2 separate regions of the Gasterosteus aculeatus genome follow, and region 2 is linked to region 1. A link is a contact called in public Hi-C data. All regions are on one chromosome and are shown on one strand. Each heading gives the region's core, a stretch centred on a gene start, on an enhancer-like site or on the middle of the called end of the contact. The rest is flanking DNA. Distances are from core to core; before and after follow the strand shown.

Region 1 (7,071 bases), core at 2,583-5,082:
AAACACATAGCCTTTGAACCTCCTCTAGGTGGAGGAGCTTGAGTCACCTGAACCAGGTTGAAGATGGTCTCTAGTGAGTTCTTCATGACATCGGGGTCTGGACTGGACAGGAGCCGGATCAGAGGTGGGAGGCCCTTGTGGTCAAAGATCTGGGCCTTGCACACGAAATCCACTGACAGAGAGGCCAGGCACAGTGTTGCAAACTCATGGACAACTATATCTTCTTAAATAGGAAAGAAAATGGCATTTGTTTTTTTAATCTCCTTCTTACATCTAGTTATCTATCAGTCTATTCAACTTGAGATTCAAATTACTCACCTTCAGGTGACAGTTTGTCAATGATTGATGGAATGACATCTATTTTTTTCAGAGCAACCCTTACTACGTCTTGAAATGGAGATATAAAACAAAGTTAACAACCGAATAACACATTCAGAGAGCAAATCCACCAGTCAACGAAAACAGTGAATTGTAGAAATCTCAATACACTCAATCATCTGACAAGTGCGTGTTGTTCTGCATTGATTTTGTATGTTGTCTGACGCACCATTGCCGGCCATGATGCTCAAGGCCATGAAGGCGTTGCGTCTGACCAGCCGGTTCATGTGAGTGATAAGCTGACAGAGGGGCTCCAGTGCCCCCAGTCCCACCAGAGAAACCTTGTTCTCGTCTCCTAACAACAGGGGGAGACCATGAGCAGGGAAATGAGGCTGTGAGAGACCTGAGGCCTGTCACTTACTATGTGTCAATGAAGCAGGGGAGATAAAAGAATAACAGTTCATTATAGTAATATGCAAATAATTATACTACTCGTATTAATTTTATTTTGATTCTTGGTGTATAAAATATTTAATATACAAGCTGCTTACGAGCATGGAATAGAATGAGATTGATGGTGTAGGTATCATAGGACATTAGCAAGAAATAAGATTAGACAGTGGTTAGCAACGAGCACATTTCGTGGTTTTCCGCTGCATGGTTGCTGACCAAAAAAAAATCGGGTAGCCTACTGCACCTTTTTCTGCAAATATGTGGATTGCTTCACAAGCTTTGGCGAGGATGTCCTCCTCTAGAGATCTGAGCAGCAGCACTATTGTTGCTGGAGTTTTGCCCTCAAAGGGAAGCGGCTCAAACTGCGGGGGCGTGTAAGGAAAGAGAGGGGACATTTAAACACTTACTTGTGATTGATCGGATGTCTTGTGTATCCTTTCAGACGCTTATATTTTTAAATGGACATGGAAAAGTGTGCTTTGGTTTTACTCTCACCGTTTCCGCGCATGGAGTTTCGCTCCCCTTCTTCCCTTTCTTTCCCATTCTGTGACGTAGAGAGCTCAACAACCTTTATTCTAAGTTTATTAATCACAGATAATCGTTCTGATCAATGCAATCAACCCTACGACATGCAGTAGTATATATATGCTGGCTAAAGGACAAGCTAACCTATAGGTGGTTTATCTCAGCAAAGCTAGCAGTGTTCACAAAATGGTTAAAACCAAGCAGACGAATATTAGCGATTCACTCCTCAGATACACACGCGGGACTTACTGCGAGCTAAAGAACCGCTCCGAAATGCGCGATTGACACGAAAATCCGTCCAGAAATGAGCCGGCGTGTAACGTTATGTTTTGTGTTGTGGAAAAGAATCAGGTTGACGCGGCGTTGCTAGGCAACCCACGCTACGTTGAGTTTATAAGGGTTAGGACCAAGTTATATTAATACATCCTGTCTATGACTCGAGCATTGCCTTGAAGCTACCAGATCTCTAATCTGTGACATTTCAGAAGCGAAGATGACTGATGTCAACGTATATTTCGTAAAGACTGACGCAGAAAAGTTAAATAGCAATAACCGCTAATTGGTGAATTACATAACAAAATACAACAAAAATGTGCAACTAAATGCAGGAAACATGAATCCTTTATTGCAATCATTTATCTGCAATGGGTTTGCTTAATCCTCAAAAAGAAAGGAGTGGGGGGGGGGGGGTGAGCAGGACAAAAGTCAAGGGTGGGTGTGTGTGTGTGTGTGTGTGTGTGTGTGTGTGTGTGTGTGTGTGTGTGTGTGTGTGTGAGTGCATGTGTGCATATGTGCATACGTGCACATGTGCGTCGACATGATGCCAGACTTGTCCTGCCCCGGTCGGTTTGCTTGCTCCGGTAGAGGCACGGAGCGCAGCGTGCACCGGACCTCCACGCGCGTTATAACTCATAGAGGCGGCGTGGGACATTGTCACCCCCCTGCTTGCCCCCCCGGAATGAGGCTCAGATTAATCTAAACGACAGCGAGCCAAGGACGGGGGATGGTGGGGACGATGCACGGGATTTACCTGCTAACGCCTCACTATTGTACGAGCTGCGAACACAAGCAAACACGCGCGCGCATGTCGCGCACGGCCCTACGAAAGAAAAAAAAAGGAAGAGTCGTCCAGCCAATGTACATGTTTGCATTCATTGCGTTTCAAATGTCAAAACGACATGTGAATACCAATTCATGCTGAGACGACTGTGGGCTATTAAAAAACAGAAGTAGCATAGGCCCGTTGGAGGGGGGGGGGGGGGGGTTGCAGCGAATAAGAGCCGCAGACACTGCAGGCTGTCACCCCCCCCCCCCCCCCTCCCCCTCCCCCTCCCTCCCGTCGACGCCCCCCCCGTCGAGCTGTCAGTCCACAGCAGAACACATGAACCTCGTCGCCGCGAGCGGAGTCGGGTCACTCGTCGATCTACGTGCGGATAACCGCTCCTCGGCGTTTCTATACAGGCGGGGCGAGAACATGACGGGTCCCTCCTCTGTCACCCGCGCGGACCGACCGCAGGGCGCGTAGGACGGCTGAGCAGCCTCGCTAGTCCGGCGCACTGACTGCTGTCCGCTGTTAGCTCGCGGGCTAACGGTTTGCTAGTTGGCGACGGGAGACCCCGGCTCCGCTCCGTCCGTTTGGCTAACGTCACGTAGCCGACTCGCTAACGAAGGTCGAGGGGGACTAACGTTAGCCGGTTGTCAGGGGACGTTGAGCTAGCCAGTCGGCATCACGAATGTCTCTTTTTTTTTTAAACAATTTATTTTAACACCGCATGATAACTTGCGTGCCCTGAGCCGAGCCGAGCACGTTGCTCTCGTCCCATACGTGTCATCATTCAAACCCATTTTACCGTTCGCTCGCTAGCTAGACCGCTATTCGGCTATGCTAACGCAGGCTCGGTGAGACCTTGCATCACAACGCAGCGGAGCGCTCAAGACCCGAGTCGAGGAAGGAAGAGAGGCGACTTGTGATGTGGACTGAGGGAAGCGGCGGAGTGTCAGGCGAAGGGGAGCAGCAGTATTAGCGCGAACACGTCCGTAGTCTGGTTCCCCCGTCGAGGCAGAGCCACTTAAAGTCAGCGCAAACCGTCCGGGACGTTGGAGGAAGAAAATAATAATAATAATTCGGGCACTTTTGATTTGCGAGCAGGCTGAATGAATAGCATTGGTGTCACGGAGTGGTGAGCTAGTGGCCACTGTGCCAGCTTCAGCGGGGGGAGACGCGGTCGGGATTATCGCACGGACCGCCCGACAGCAACAACCAGTTCGCCCAAAGATGGCTTCGGCGAGCAGCCTCGCCGCAGCTATTGCGAGCAAAACGAAGACCAAGAAGAAGCACTTCGTTGCTCAGAAGGTGAAGCTCTTCCGCGCCAGCGACCCGCTGCTCAGCGTGCTCATGTGGGGAGTCAACCATTCGGTGAGTCAGACCGGCCAAACGTACCCCGTGTGGTCCACGGTTATGTGTCCCTCTCGACCTTTTTTTTGGGGGGGATGTGCCACAGTCGACCTTGCTGTCCGTCCGTTCTGTCGTTGCGGGCAATGTGAGATGACAGCTGTCCGGCCGTAACGTTCACGTTGCTGTTAATGTAAATTAGTACGAATTTACATTCGTACTTTACAGCTCCTGCGCTCGTACGTCAAATCTATGTTTTATGTTTAGCTCAGTTGATGTTACATGTCGTTCGTTTTTGCACGATTTCGATATGTGTGCAATTTTTGCTCTCAAAATGTGCACGCGTGCGGGTGTGTGCACGCGCGTCAAAGTCTTCTTTGGTTTCCTGTTGTGCTCATGAAGGATAAGCTGCTCGGTGTCATGAGAGAGCAGATCTTCCCCTGCGAGACAGCTTATCTGGGCGCTCTCTCTCTTCCTTTACGGAATATGTGCACTGGGTCAGAACTGTCAGAGGGAGAGAGATCAAGCAGAGGACACACTAAATCCTTAATACTACACCTTTTTACCCAATATTTGACAACTATATTATATCACACGTGGGGATGCAGACAGACAACAGAGGTATACAATCTGTAGTTCGGCCAATCGCATTAATGTATAGCCTCTCCTTCATCCTTTACGCAGTTTGCCCCGAATATGATTAAAACAATAAAGCCAGGTTGTTTCCAGAACTTCATCTGGTGATTAGTCTGAGGAGAACTGCTTACAAAAATGTAGAAAAAGAGAAGAGTGATCATTTGTATATTTACTATATGTATGTATGTCTCTAAAACATTACTGCCACGAGAAAGGTAATGGTGTAAAAGGTGACACATCTGAGGGTCTTACTGTGTATTGATATCTTCTTCTGTTTGCCCAATTTACCAATCTGTCCTGCTTCACCATTCAGTATACTTAATCCTTTGTCTGCCATTCTTCCTGAATTGCCCGATGTGCTTCTAGTGACCTTTTGTTTCTTTGTTGATGCAGTTTGACGTGATGTTGGAGACCGTTCCCTTTGACGAAGTCAATTGTGGTGCCGTTTTTTGGCGTATGCACCAGCACTTTCTGCTCAGATGATTCTGCCTCTTTTTTAGCTGTGTTTGTTATTTCCTGCTGTGTAGAATGTGCGATTTGATTTTTGGCTTGGTGTCAGTGTAGTAGTTTAATGTGCCAAGACAGCTAGAAATCTGAAACTTTTGGATAGCTTCTGGATCACAGTCACCTGGCTTCGATGTTAATCCTCGGGTTGCAATCTATGTAAGGTACTCAAGGTTTTACCTACACGCAGCGCCAGGGATTCATCTAAAAAACACTTGAAAGGCTTGAGAAGGATGAGTATTGGCCTTGATCGCAGTTGACTTTTCAATGGAATAATTCCTCAGGTCAGGACTCACCTGTGAGCTCATACATGTCTCCACATTCTTCGCAATTCGACATGCCTGATCGGATAGTGACTAAATCTGTTTTGGTGTTGAAGAAGCGGCTGTAAAACAGAACAATCGCATCCAATTTCCTATAATTACTCCACAAAGTTCCCCATTAATTCTGGTCTTCCTCATGCCGACCACACCTCTCAGAGATTAGAACGCAATGCAAGTCATTTGTGGTCCAGCTGATGATTCCATTGCATGCATGAGCCGATATTGGAGTATCCAGTGTCCTGGCATCACCGGATGACTAAAGTCACATTGAAAAAGTATTACCACTTTGATGCATTGTTAGATATATGGTATAAGCAATATCCTCCAGAATGTCCGGCAGGAAAGAGCCCTCCATGTAAGAGTCGAAGACTGCCTTTTTTTAATTCAATAATGAATCTCTTAATGCTAATGTAAATGGATTGGCATCATTTAAATCATGTGTTTGACCACGGAGGCCCAGTAGAATGAGTAATTGAGGCTCACATCGTAAACTCTGGTCTTATTTAGGTGTCTGTAAGCCGATGGGTCGCTGACTTTCAACAAGAAAAACCTTTTACAAGTTTGTAGAATCTACATGTTCAAACTGTTCCCCTGGATTGCATAACCGAGCAGGACCACCGGCAGCACATTTCCTTCTTACGCCTTAAGCTACCTCCCCTTCTGTTTTTCTCAACACTTGATAAGGCATTATGTTTCACATACCATCGGAAACATAAAATGGAATTTCATGCCAGGTCAACTGATTGGGCCTCTCAGTTACTGCCACGGAGTGCAGAAGCGGACGTTTGAAATTGCTGATGTCTGTTAGTTGACTGAGTAAACTAAACTTAATAATAGGATACTGGAAAGGCATGACTATAGGGGGAGGCCTGAGAATGCAACCCATGCCTGCAGAGACAACATGCAAACACATGCATATCTTCTGGAAAATGTCACCCTGACCACTGTGACCTGTCAGTCAAAAGCATCCACTCTGGTGCACAATAGATAAACATCTACACGTGCTAAAAGGGACGGGTAGTCAGCTACTTAAAACAATACAGTAGAGTATGGGAAAGTACTGCCCCTGTATTGATCTAACGGACCATAAATGTTGACTGTGTCAAATAGTGCCAAGATGCGTGCAAATAAATAAAATGATTATGCGGCCCGAGACATTCAGTGTACGTTCTCTGACTGATTCTTGTGTCACGGCTGAGAAAAGCCGTTTTTAAAACTGCTTTGTGGGGAAAAACGTTATATAGTTTTTTTGGGAAGCTGGAAATGGCACTTTAGTATCAGGTAGCCAATTTGACTTTAATCCTAACACTTGCATCCCGCACAGCCTAAATAGGTTTCACGGTTCTACAGAACAGGATTTGGGTGGAAGTTCAAGTTGTAACTCCTGAAGCTTAGTGGAAGACTTAAACTAACCAGTCTACAAAAACACTTTCACAAAAGCATCTTCTGGTCTGCATGACGTTACAAGTATAGAACAAGTCTCGTCTCTCTGCAATCTATTTTTTGCTGCTCTGACTTCACACTTAAAGATTTGGCTGCCTCAAAGTGTTTCTTCTGTAAATTAGCCTTTCCCCTTTAGTTGTGCACTTGTGAAACTAGCACAATAACCATTCTCTCTCACTTATGCTGAACACTTGCTGACATGACCAAAAATAAATGCTAAGCAATAATCTAGCCCAAAAGATCGCTAGTCACTTCGCCTTTCTGTAACTGGGGAATCCGTCAACGGGAGTTGGTCCCTGCTAGTATGCCGGTCCCTGGTGTGGATGGATCCTAATGTATAACACTGGATTTGTCACTGGTTTGAAAAGCTGCATTGTCTTGTCCATTGAAAACATCGAACGGTTTTCTGTGTTCAGTAGACTAAGAAAGATGGCAATGGTTGCCGGTTGGCATGACGACAGCACACAGCCACGAGGC
Region 2 (7,071 bases), core at 2,721-5,220, 130 kb after region 1:
AATTACAAGTGCAGAAAAATATGTCTGTGGAAACACAGTAGAATAAAGTTAAAGGTTGTTAAAACGTGAGACGACGATGAGACTAAAATGTATTTGAACAAACTGCCCTTTCCAATTATTATTCCCTCAAAAGCAACTCGTTTCATTTGATGTGCTAATATTCTATGTTGAGGATTGAGTTGTCTCCGCTTATTCGGTGAGTACTCAATGCCATGAATCTGCCTTTCGTGTTTTATTTGTGCTTTGGCAACGGGGTGCAGCGAATGCTTCCCAGGGTTTCTTCCAAATAGAAAAATGTTTAAGTTTCAAATGTCACACAGTGGATAAATGGAGCGCTTGTGTCACAGATTCTTGTCACATTTAAGTTGTTCAAAACCTCTGTGGCCACACCTGAACCTGCTTCATCCTACTGGCACGATTTATAAATGATCTGTTATAATGAACTGGTTTGATCCTTGCTTTAGAGAGTGCTGTCGGGTCAGAAGGTTTCACGTGTCCTGCATTTGTTTTTTAGCTATTAAAAACTAATGACAAAGCAAATTAGAACATGTTCAGAAACCAATGACTTAATGAGACTTTTCGTGAAACCGCCACGATTCAAAAGAATATTGGAGCTGTTGGATCTTTTGTTAACAATGTTGAGGGACAAGGGATGAGATGAGATCAGGCCTATTGGTCATGTAAATTACATTTTAAAATAATTTTCTACAAACATATCTCTGTACTTTATTCTCGGATCGGAAGATGCAAGAAAGGGGGGGGGGGGGTCACATATGGTCACCACTTGCTTACCACCAGATAAAAACACACATATTACGTTTTTACTTAAAAAAAAATCGGTTTTAAGTACATATGTTCATACCACATCCCAATTTATCCCATTCTTTACCCCCCCCCCCCCCCCCCCCCCCCTCACCCCCCACCCCGCCCTCACAAAGGCGTTAATATTTGATCCAAAGTACACAGAGTTGACGGGCTGGTTTTCCACTCCACCACAACACGCTTATGGGACTAAATCTATTTCCAATACTGCTCCAACCCCGAGAGCCTCCACGGTGCACCGGAGGGTCAGCTGTGCTCCGAGGCGGCGCTTACATAACGCTCCGTCTCCACAGTATGCGGCGCTCCGTCGTGGCGCGGCGCAACGCGTCGAGATTTCGTTGACCAAATCATTTCTCGGTCGTATCGCCGCGCGCACAGGTTGCACGCAAAGCACGCGCTTAACGAATTAAGCAGGTTAGTCGAGTTCACGGGCCCGGGGGAGGAGGGGAGAGGAGGGGGGGGGGGGGGGGGCACGGCGCTGAGTCTTCATTTTGGAGGTCTGGTCATAAAATGCCCCTCCAAGTGTGATCCGGGGAACCAGGAGGTCTGTGAGCTCCGGGGGTCCCGCACCCAACACTGCATTGTGTATTTCATAAATTAATTAATTTGCAATTACCCCAATTTAGTAATTAGGTTATATGTGAGTGAAATATAGGTCTCCCTCCCGTTAATTAGATTTCATATATGCAGTTGAATAAAAAAAATCCCGCTTTTTAGTTTTTAGGGGGGGAGGAGACGTGTTTGCGTTCGTGTACGTCACTAATGTCTGATTATTTTCTTGTAACGTGGGACGTCTGCGAGTCCCCGATTGGAGAGACGGAACGAAATCAACAAAATCTGCGGAATTGTGTGTAACAAACGGAGAGAGAAAGCTGGTTTGAGTCCCTTTATGATGTTTCTCGCTGCTAAAAGGCAGCGCGAGGAGATGGCGCGGTCTCACAGCGCCGCCTGCAGGCCGCACGCACGCGCCTGAGCTTCTCTTAAAGGGGAGGTCTGGGGAAGCGGAAGAGTCTTTTAAGGTGGACCGGGGAAGTTAGCTGCGCAGCGAGGACCCTTCTGGTTTTCTCCCCAGGAAGGTGCTCGCGGGGTGAATTGGACCCAGACGAAGCCCTTCCGACGGTTCCGTTGTGTTTAAAAAAATACCAATACGTTAAAGGGATTCGCACTGGAGTTTATGATCTCAATTTTCATAAACTTTGTTTAAAAAAAACTTACCCCAGCTAGTGGGGTTCATGTGTTTCTGCTTTCCATTCCATTTCTTTTGAAGAAAGTCCTTGATTTAGTTAAATATGAGGCGACCAGGACCCGGGCAGCGTGACAATTTAATATACTAATCCACCGCTTTAACTCATTTGTAGGATTTAAAAAAAATCCAGATTCAGAAAAAGAAATGTTGTTGACAAAAAAAAGTTAACATTGACGTGTCCACACTGCAGTCAATTATATGTTTGGTTTCGCTTCCCAGTGATATGCTGCTCGTTCATAGCGACAAGAGGCTGGTCCATAAAGGGAAATACTATAAGGCTTTAAATATTTCCTTCGTGGCAGGACGCATACTTGTTTCACAAACATGTCTGAAAAAACTTTTCCTTCTTTTTGAGGACCGTAGGCCTGTTTAATGAATATTAAAATGGCTATCAAATATAATATTTAACAGAAACCACCATCATTGCACTTTCCCATATTTTTGTTTTCTTACAAGGTTACAACATTTTACAATGTTTGTGTTTAAAGAAGTATCTTAGACCACAATGGGAAACAGGCATTTTCATTTTTTTTATTTTTAATCCTTTGCTACCTGTGCTTGGACAGCTATGCGTGTAAAAGCCTATACTGCCCATTGCAATTTTGTGATTGACTGGTGATCTTTGTGGAGAGAGATAGAGAGCATAATCATGTATAGTCTGGATGCACATTTATTTAAATATGTAAACGTCATGTTGAAACACAGAAGAACTCCGCCAGCGGAGAAGAAATACGCAACACCGTGGCCACCGAATTCAGGCGGACTCATTTATCGCACGTCTTTGAAGGTGATTTGCTCTTTTTGTTGCCTCGATGAAGAGCTTCCGCCTCCGTCACACCCATCCTGCCCCCCACACACAGTGAGATACATTTACATTCAGTCCCCCTCTGTCCCCCCCCCCCCTCACACCTGCATGTACCTAGTCGGAGGTGTCAACGCACCTGCCTCCTCTATCCTCACTCCGCTCAGCCCACCCGCAGCTCTCATTGCTCCAGCTGCGTCCTTCGCGCGGACACCTCGCGGATCGAACATGTTCGCTGCTTCCTTCTGCGCGCTCCTTTCCTTGCATCCGATTTTTTGCTCCCGCTGGTCTGCGGCAGCTTTTCCTCCCGATCGCCAGGACGCACCGTGGTTCATTGGATGCGTCCGCGCCAGCAGCAGCCTATACAGGACCGAGGGGGCCCGTGACCTTGACCCGGCCTCTTGCTGCGTTCGCTGCTTAGAGAAAGGGTACGTTGGCGGGGAAGGGGGGGGGGGGGGGGGGGGGTGGCTGGGACATATCCCGTTGAATCGTTTGCATTTAGTCTGAGGTCGATTTGTGTCTATTTCTGTCAAATTACGGAGAAAATCCACGGTGTCATTTTTTAAATTTGTCATTAGTCACGGTTACTTTCCTAATTGTGATAGTAATGTAGAGCAATTTACACATATATAATTATTATTATATACAATTCTTCTAAAAACTCAGTCTGATCCCATTTTTTTTTGTAGCTGATGTTCTTATTCTCAAATATTACATACAATATAATTCCAAACACCAGACCAAGCCTACCTAATTCTAGGATGTTGACAAACAAAAGAGTAAACATCAAAAAATAATTCTTTAGTGTCCAAAATCAAGATCGTTTGCAATAGAATTCAATGTGTGCTTGGTCTGCTCAGTCAGAAATATTAGTTCACTTCTGCATAACTCAGACAAGTATCTTTTTATTGTTCTCAACTATGTGGCTTATTGCTGAAAAACATTTGATGATGCATTTGCAGAACAGTATTTCATCAACTTTCAGTATTTGTTGTTGAAGGTACCAGGTTGCAGCGTTGACCTCGGAGGCTTGTTACTGCGGCAACCAGCAACATGGTTTTGTGGCCAGTGATTGTTTCAACACATCTTCCAGTGGAGGGACAAAAGATGACAGAGGAGAGAGACAGAGGTGAGACGGACTGCTGCCTTTTCCTTTGTCCTTCAGTGTAACTTCAGCTCCTCTGATTCATGCCTGGATCCACCAGTGACCGAGGACGGCTGTGTTCTTCCTGCCATCATGAGTAAAACATTTACGTCAGTACCACGTTTTTTTTTTTTGTGTGTGTGTCTGACTTGTGAATCTTGTCCTTTCCTCAGTGTCCCCTACTTTCCTGTTGGAGGTGAACAGGGATGTGTGGCCCTCTACAGAACTGAAGGACCATTTCTGCACAGCGTTCGTCTGTCTACGTCTCCGGACAATGTGCAGGCGGGAAAGACTTTTGTCATGGAAGTTTCTGGAAACTTGGCTGGACGCCCCAAACAGCCCACAGGTTGCTGCTCAACACAAAGTGTAGTTCTCGGAAATGGGACTCTTCAAGTTCCACACATGGCTCGACTCTTTTGGTTACAAATGATGGCGTTTGATGTTTCCTCTAGTACTTACGAGTGAAAATCTTTTTTTAACCTAGTTTACGTGTGCAATTTTTTATTTTAGAACTTATTCATAGTTTTTACTTCAATGAGTTGTACTATACAGTTAATTCTGTTTAATTATATAGTATTTATCATTATCAATTATTATTATTATTGAAATTATTAGAGGAAGATACAGATACAGAAGATAAAAAGGAAACAGAATTTTAGAAAGACAGTGTTGTTATTGTTAATGTTTTCATCTATTTTAACTTTGAAAGGTTTAGTGATTTTACAAAAATAATTTACTTTTGAAAAACAGTCACAGTCACCTCGCATAAAAGATGTTAATACAAATGATTGTAAATAAACTATAAATAAGCTACTTAAGCTTCAGTGGAAAACATATTTTCTATAATACTTTGTTTACCAGTGAAGTCGGACTGTAATATGGACACAAATCATCAACAATAATTCCTTCAAAATATATATTGTATTTATGAAATAATTTCATTTATATACAGAATTTGTAAATATGATGATGTCATACAAACAACTGCTTATGATAACGGTTGAGAAAGTATTCTTATTATTTAGATTGTTCTGACCAATATTTCCTCCAGAATGGGCCTGTTAATGAGTTTGTATGTGAAAGAATATATTTCCGCACAGAGAAAAATAATACGTATTTGATTAAAACCTACATATTTATTTAATTCCTTGTAGCATTATTGTTTCTACTTTTCTGTTTTAAAGGAGTTTTTCTGATTTTTAGGGATTCCGGGTCTAGGAGAGCAGGACCTCTCTTACGTCACTGTGGAGTTTCGGGAAACGACCTCTACGGGTCAAAGATCACGCCCCGTCAATGTGTTGCATGACGGCTCCTTTGTTGTGTCATCTGATTGGATTTTGCCAACGCCAGGAAAGTATCAACTCAGTAAGTTAACTAGACCAAGCAAATTTAGTCAAATGGAGAACAATGAATCAAGGAAAAACATGCATTGTTATTTTTTCACCCTCTTTCTCATTTACCCTGTCATTGTTTTGTGTAGACGTCAGCGTCTCCAACCCCCTCTCAACAGCCTCCTCCACCCTCCACCTCTCCGTCTTGCAGCCCTCTCCAGACGGCATGGTGGTCTCTGTGCCTCACGGCCCCCTGGGTGTCTCCCCCAGGAGCCCAAGAGGCTCCAACAGAGAGACAGTGGAGGAGGCGTACCTGGGTGACCCAGTCACGCTGCAGGCACACATGGCCGATGGTGTGGCGGAGGAGTTTTTCCGGTGGATTACACGCGACAAAAAGGAGGAAGATAAGAAGGTTGTCAAGGCAGCTTGCAATCCCACATCCGACTGTTCCATCAGCACTGTGGTGAGTGGCGCTGACGGAGAAGCACTTTTACATTGAATGTTGTCAGCGTTTAAGGCTCAAGGTCTCTGATTTTTCATTAAGTACATGTTCTTATAAAATTTACCAAGATGGATCAACAAAGCTAAATGACAGCCAATAGCTGTTTAAAAATGTTTTTACATTGCAATAAATCAGGAATGTTAAGGACAACCTGCTTATCTTTAAAGTCCAGCCTCTCACTGGATTTATGACAAATCATTTTTCATAGAAAGTGATATTAAAGAGTTAAAATCTAAAAATAATGTGTTATTTATTTTTTCATTATCCTTTCAATGTCTTTTATCAGCTTCAAATATGTAAGTATTGCCATTCCTTTGAATGAACCCTCAATCCCACATGTTTCTTCAATTAATTGTAGACCGACGAAAGTTGCCTCAGAGCGCCTCTTCTCTACACTTCTGACCCAACGTCTGTGTCGCTCTCCCACCTGCTGCCTCAAGCCTTTGTGGTGGACGAAATCACGCGTGCGCTGATTTCCTCCCGGACTTGGAAGTCAGCAGTTTCAACGCACACAGAAGTCCACCTGCGGGTCGTCGGCCCTGTCAGCCGAACGAGGTCGAGAGTTCTTTGGACTTTCAGTTTGGATAATAACGCTGGGATAAGCAGGACAACCGAAGACTGGAGCGTGAATGTGTCTCTTACTGCAGCAGGCCGCTACAACGTGACGGCCAAGGCCTTGGACCCGATCGGCCGGGCCTCGCTCTGCACACACATCCTGCTTCAGGATCCAGTTGGGGAGTTATTACTGAACGTTCCCAGCGTGGTCACGGCACATCAGAGACACCCGGTTTCATTTAGCGTCACAGCAGGCTCAAATGTGACCGTGTCTCTGCTGGTGAATACGACGCTGCTGCACAGAAACAGCAGCTACGCTGCAGGAGAGGAAACAACGGTGGTTTCGCTTTTCGACCAAGCCGGGACAGTTGTGGTTGAGCTTCGGGCGGAGAATCGAGTGTCTTCTCAGAACAGAAGCGTTAAAGTGCGCGTCGAGGGCAACCGGAAACTGTCACCAGAGGTTATGGTTAATCCAACATGGGGACCACCCAGCAGTCAAAGTCCTGTTCACAACCTGGATGACAAAGGTGAGAAAATGTTTTTAATGAACAACCACTGAGCTGCATGAACCTCTTTATCTTTTATTTTAAGGAAGTGTGAATTTGTTTGCTTGTAATTATTAAGAAAATGTCTAAGATTTTTGTCAATGTCGAAGCATTTTCATCTTTG

What was found. Hi-C and Micro-C count contacts between places; a contact is called where the count stands out from the background.
Region 2: a Hi-C map of skeletal muscle shows a contact between it and region 1, with 2.4 times the contacts expected there. The contact joins the promoter of pkd1l1 here to the promoter of armc3 in region 1. A contact is called at or near these places in 2 of 6 Hi-C or Micro-C datasets (both in skeletal muscle).

The regions. Positions count from the first base shown.
Region 1 is chr21:13,045,105-13,052,175 of fGasAcu3.hap1.1, forward strand. It overlaps armc3 (armadillo repeat containing 3), which reads right to left and starts at 3,833. Exons shown (of 16, transcript XM_078095829.1): 1 at 3,737-3,833; 2 at 548-673; 3 at 319-387; 4 at 48-223. The coding sequence starts at 605. It overlaps pip4k2aa (phosphatidylinositol-5-phosphate 4-kinase, type II, alpha a), which reads left to right and starts at 2,542. Exons shown (of 10, transcript XM_040166606.2): 1 at 2,542-3,712. The coding sequence starts at 3,572.
Region 2 is chr21:13,173,905-13,180,975 of fGasAcu3.hap1.1, forward strand. It overlaps pkd1l1 (polycystin 1 like 1, transient receptor potential channel interacting), which reads left to right and starts at 3,971. Exons shown (of 53, transcript XR_013454053.1): 1 at 3,971-4,360; 2 at 5,218-5,379; 3 at 5,495-5,808; 4 at 6,206-6,929.